Regions from separate parts of the Arabidopsis thaliana genome. Here region 2 is linked to region 1. A link is a contact called in public ChIA-PET data. All regions are on one chromosome and are shown on one strand. The core of a region is the stretch at or near the end of the contact, and the rest is flanking DNA. Distances in the headings are between cores, read along the strand shown.

The links. ChIA-PET counts read pairs in DNA pulled down with a chosen protein or histone mark.
Region 2: a contact with region 1 is called in an H3K4me3 ChIA-PET map of shoot, with 11 read pairs. The contact joins the promoter of EDA12 here to the promoter of AT2G35900 in region 1. A contact is called at or near these places in 22 of 26 Hi-C or Micro-C datasets (callus, cotyledon, flower and 6 more), 2 of 2 datasets of contacts at active chromatin or transcription factors (seedling and shoot) and 3 of 3 other capture datasets (root, seedling and shoot).

The regions. Positions count from the first base shown.
Region 1 is chr2:15,070,398-15,073,097 of TAIR10.1, reverse strand. It overlaps AT2G35900 (Mal d 1-associated protein), which reads left to right and starts at 1,269. Exons shown (of 2, transcript NM_129149.4): 1 at 1,269-1,766; 2 at 2,526-2,700. The coding sequence starts at 1,558. It overlaps AT2G35910 (RING/U-box superfamily protein), which reads left to right. Exons shown (of 1, transcript NM_179923.2): 1 at 1-211.
Region 2 is chr2:15,103,320-15,106,084 of TAIR10.1, reverse strand. It overlaps EDA12 (embryo sac development arrest 12), which reads right to left and starts at 1,369. Exons shown (of 4, transcript NM_001336584.1): 1 at 1,016-1,369; 2 at 823-927; 3 at 567-732; 4 at 1-383. The coding sequence starts at 1,348. The coding sequence ends at 232.

The sequences.
Region 1 (2,700 bases), core at 20-2,519:
ACACTCTTCGAAGCCGAAGATTTGTAAGAGAAAGGAGGTTAAGGATGAATTTTTCACAATTTTGTTGGATTAGTTTTTCTTTAAGCAATGTGAACGAGTTTATCTATACATACGTACCAAGAAAGAGTAATTAAAGTCGTTTTGAATATTGGCAAATATGTTTCTTGGCTTGTATTGAACTTTGAGAGATCATTTTAAATATTGAGACGTCAAAGAAAAAAAAAAGAGTTTGAGGACAAGTTGGAACTTAAGATAATGGGATCGAATCAATTAGGCGTTTTTGATAGTCAGTCTGACAATCTTTCTCAATCATATGGTTTATTTATTAGCAATTTTTTTTTTGTTAAACAAAACCAGATATTTAACAGCGTATTTGTCTTATTGGGTAAACCGTTAGCCAATACATATGATGATATGAGAAAAAGACTTTTATGAGGACCTTAAGAAAAGATATAAAACGTTGATTAAGAGATATAAATCAAGAAGAAAAAAAACACTTGAAAACGATTGTTTTTGTCTCCAATCTCAAGCTGGCTGAAATTAAGTAGGTGAGATGATAAAAATGAGTTGACCATGATAAAACTACTCTTATCTTATTTAAAGTATTCGGTAAACAAAAATATTACTCCAAATATTAGGAACCATGATCGAGAGAGAAAACATGGTGAAAAGCTCAATTTCTCATTAATGATTCAAAGAGTTTGTTACAATCGTTTATAGTCAACAGACTCAATAACCAGAAATAACCAAAGATATGCTCAAATTCATTTTTACAAACACTCAAAAGTGATATGCTCTTTCTCTCGGCTCTGTATTCCTTTCATAACAAGACAAACCGAGGTCGTTCAAACCATCATCGGTAACGTCGAAGGCTTCAACTTGAAGCAATGATGCTGATTTAAGACTTATTGTGCTAGGCTTCTTAATATTTTGGCCCATCTGCCAGAATTAATGATGAATACTTTCATATTGGGCCCTGAGAAATTGACTAAGACCCAATTGTTCACAGCAATGTCAAAAAATTTACCCAAAAAATCTTTCTTTCCCATCTTTTAACTTCAACTTTTATTACTTTTTATATAATCTATTTTCCTTAATAAGAAAATTAAATACTGAATAAATTCTAAATATTTGATACATTCTAAACATTTTTATTATGTAATGGTGAATGTCTAAGTATTTCTCAAAATTTTAGTTACAACTCTGATCTACTAAGAAAGTATCTATGAAAAAAAAGAATAAGATACAAGGTAATAAAATGAGTGGATCTTAAACGCGAATACAATAAATCAAACAATTTGAGACGCATCATACGTTAAAAATCTATTAACCAGCGGTCTTCCGGTTCAGATTGAGAAATTTGACTACTTTAGTTTGGTTTGATTTGGTTCAAACTTTTTTCCGACCCGTGAAGAAAAAGAAAATCCTCACGCGCCGGTAAGTCGGTTTCACGAACAAAGAGGCCTGAGTATAAAAAAACAAATCGGACGCTTCGAGTTTTTCTTGAGGAAGAATCCACACACACACAGAAGAAGAATCTCATCACGAATTTTAGCTATGGGTTGGATCTGGATTGACGATTCATCCGCCTCTAAAGCCGGTGCTGATCTCACCGATAAACCGCTCGGAGATTCTGCCGCCGCCGCCGAAAATTGCTCCACGACCACGGTGGTAAGATCTCAGTGCAAGACGGAGGAGGTCGAGCCTGGAAAGTTCGTCAGGAAATGCGACAAAACAGAAGAAATCCTCCGCCACTGTTTTGGGAAGTGAGTGTTTCGGATATTTTCTCGCTTTTGATCATAACCCTAATTAAGCAAAAGATAAGCTTTTAGATTTTGAATTACATGTGGAAAACAAATCTCCAGGGTTTATAGATCAAATAGATGAAGTGTGTTTGTTTTGAGCTCTGAGTTAAAAAATTTTGACGTTTTTGTGGTTATGTAAAAGCTAAAAGCCAATAGTTAAAGATTGACTCTAAATTTGTGTTTCTGATGCTAAGCTTACTAATATGAATTGCAGAAAGATAGTTGTGTTTATGCACTGGAATGGTTACATTGCTTACTTCTTGTGGTTTGATGTTGTTTTCTTCGAAAGGACTCTCTATCACTGAACCATTATGGTAAAAATGTTTCATTATAAAAGTTCTTATGATTTTATCATCTTTGTAGTGTTATAACTTGCATGTTTTTTTTGGTTAAGTAAGTGGAGCAACTGCTGGTTAGTCTTTTTTGGGTTAAGTAAGTGGAGTATTCTCATATAAGAAGAAGATGCATAGAGTATCACATCACAGTTTCTGTGTATTCGGCGAGCTTCATGTTTGTTTGTTTGCTACCTGTGATATGAGTTATTCCATGTTAAATGTAATGCTTTCCTTTGGAAGACAACTCTTGTTTTCTTTCTCGCCCTTTCATGTGTGATTTTGAGATTGAGCCATTAAAATGTTCAAGCACCTTGATTGTTTGTTACCTTTCGCGCCTCTAGACAATCACTAAATCGATTTACCCTTGGTTCTGTATCTGCTTTAGGCCCTCTGAAGTCGTTCAATCCAACACAGAGCACACAGAAGAGGATGTGACAGACCAGATGGTGGGAAGATCCGCTCTTCCGAATCAGTTTGAGGATAAAAACCCGCTAAACTTCCCGGGACTCCGCAGAGATGTAGACGCCATCGAACGCCATTTCTTGAGCGGAATGAAGAGT
Region 2 (2,765 bases), core at 120-2,619, 33 kb before region 1:
ACCATTATAGGATAACAACAATACTGAAACTTAAGTACAATTCGGAAATTGAGATAAGAGACAAGCTGTTTGACCAAAAAACTAGTTCATACTAAAAAGGTATCTAGACCTTGAAATCAAGCTTAATCCACTTGGTCATCTTCAAACTTTGTCCCTAATTATTATTTACCTCCTAGTTAATACTTAATACCCAAAAGATCTAATAATTAGTAACTACTTGAACTTGTTCCATCAGAAAGTCCAGTCCTTGGAGAAATCCATGTCTGAAGGCAAATGATAATGACACTCCTCTTTCTGTTGCTGCTCCTGCGTTGTAGAAGTCATCACTCCTCTTTTTTCTTTGGTCATAAACTCCTTCTCACTTTGATTCCGATTCCTTTGATCTGCTTTCGACAAGTAAACAAAAAAAGGTCAGATTTTTTTTCCATTTTGTGTACTAACCTAAAACATGCAAAGAGCTAGTCTCAGTAACTAAAGAGAATTTCAAGAGAAGAAAACAAAACCAAACCAAACCTTATTTTAAACATAAAAGAAGGTTTTGGAAGAAGACAAGTGAAGTAGCTTACTATGCTTCTTCACAGGGTCAAAAGTCTTGAAAGTTGGACGCTGAAGAGGGTGAAAAACGCCGGTTCCTACAGATTCCTTCAAAACGTTACCGTTTCGGTGAACCAAACCTCTCTTCTGTAGCCGTGCCTCTTGTCTCTGTAAAACCTTAGCTCTATCTTGCTGTGACTGCAATCACCAACTCAAAATAAAAAACATCAAACGGTGCATAAAGGAGAGACAAAAGAGAGTAGTAAGAAAAGTTTGCATTTTGACTACCTCTTTGCGGATCCTTGAAAGATGAAGTTCATAAAAAGGTTCAAGCTTGAGCCTTTCTCGGTACAATCTCTGATAAGCTTTAACACCATTAGGCCTTAAAGAAGACTGCATAAGACACACCAAAACAAAAACATGAAACTTGTGAAGAAAATGTGAAAACAGAGTAATGAAACAGAGGAAAAAAGGAAATGACCTGGAGACTCGAAGGCAAAGTAGGAACCAGTCTGGGTTTAGGATGGAGAAGAGACATCGAAGAGAACTGTTCAGAGAGTGTATCCACAACGTCGGAAACGTACAGATGATCACGGTGGTTACGGCTGAGCAAGTTGAATCTTCCGGCAGACGTTTCGAACTCGTTGAGGAACAGATGAGAACGAGAACGAAACCCCATTTCTTCCAAATCCACACGGAACTGATGATTCCTCGCCATGGAAATCGAGAGATTGAACCACTTTCTTTGAGAGTAAGCAAAAACAAACACAAAAAGCAGAGCTTTTAAAGTGGGTTTGACGTTACAGATGTTCATGAAACATTAGAGAAAGACAAACATATCCATTTTTTATTATTAATTTTTTCAGTTATGAAGCGAGTTGTGTCTGCGAATGTCACGTGATACACTATCCCACTCGCCCATTATCTCCATCGTAAGAGTGAAATTGGCGCGTGTGATGAGACGCTCTTAGTGGTGGAGTGTTTATCGTTACTGCAACCGCCGCAGGGACGTAGCCACCAATTATTATGCCTACACGTGTCAGAAACTATTACCTATTAGTGTTAGTTATATTGTGTTCGCTTGTGTATGTTTCTTTTCGTGCATCTTTTTCGACTCTTGATCAGCAAGTAAAATGACAAAATAGAAATATTGTTTCTTACAAATAAATTTAATTTTGGATCCAAAATGGGCTTTAGGTGGAGACGCTTTGTGGATGACAATGGTACATGGATTAGCTTTGTTTTATGGGCTTTAGATGTCCAACCTTATCTTTATTATTTCAAGTCGTTGCCTTCCATTCCATCTATATTTCTATTCAAATTGGGAAATAAAATTTCTAAGAAGAAAGATTTTCTGAAATGGTTGTTGTTTGGGAAAAAAAACTGAGGAACTTTGTGCACGAAAACATGTCAAAGTATAGAAACAAAATATCAGAACTACTCGTTTCAATATTTTTGTAAATTATATAATATTATATACAAAACAATACAAATGGGTTTACTTTAGACTTTTTAGACCTAAGAAAAAATCATCGGCCTTGTTGTTTCTTTTATTTATTTTTAAAAATAAAAAGCTCAGTTCAAGTTTAGCCCAATAAAGCCCAGTACACACATTCCATCTGAGTTTGCTTTTATCATGAAATGTGAGCTAGATGATATCCAGATCGGTATATTGGTAATGGGGCTGGACAAAAACATGTGTACACTTTTTCTTCTTTCTATATACTGATTGTTTCACCTAAAAGATACGACTGGATAACTTAACATGTCAATATAACGGTATATACAAAGGAAAACAACGAAGTCTTATGTCAAAGAGCAAAATTCTCTTTTGGCAGAGCAAACTTCCAAGCAAAATTCTTTTTTGGTACAATACATTAGAATTTATGATTCGTACGACATGTAAACTTTTCTCTGGAACTGACTTAAAAGAAATTTGACTTTTTACAGATTTATGAATATTGGAAGCACAAGTTACATCAATGTGAATACAACTTTAGTTTTCATATATAGTTTATTTTAGTACATGCTACTCACTTTATTATGACACATGTTGTTTTCTATGAACCTTAATCCCAATCAATTGAAAAGATAGAAGAAAGAGGATAAGTTTGTTTCTTCCAACAAATATGATTGGCATTGCATTTTATTTTAATGTGAATTTATACACAAAAATTTGTAAAAATGAAAATAAAATAAATAAGAAGAGACATGTAGGATACCACACTATG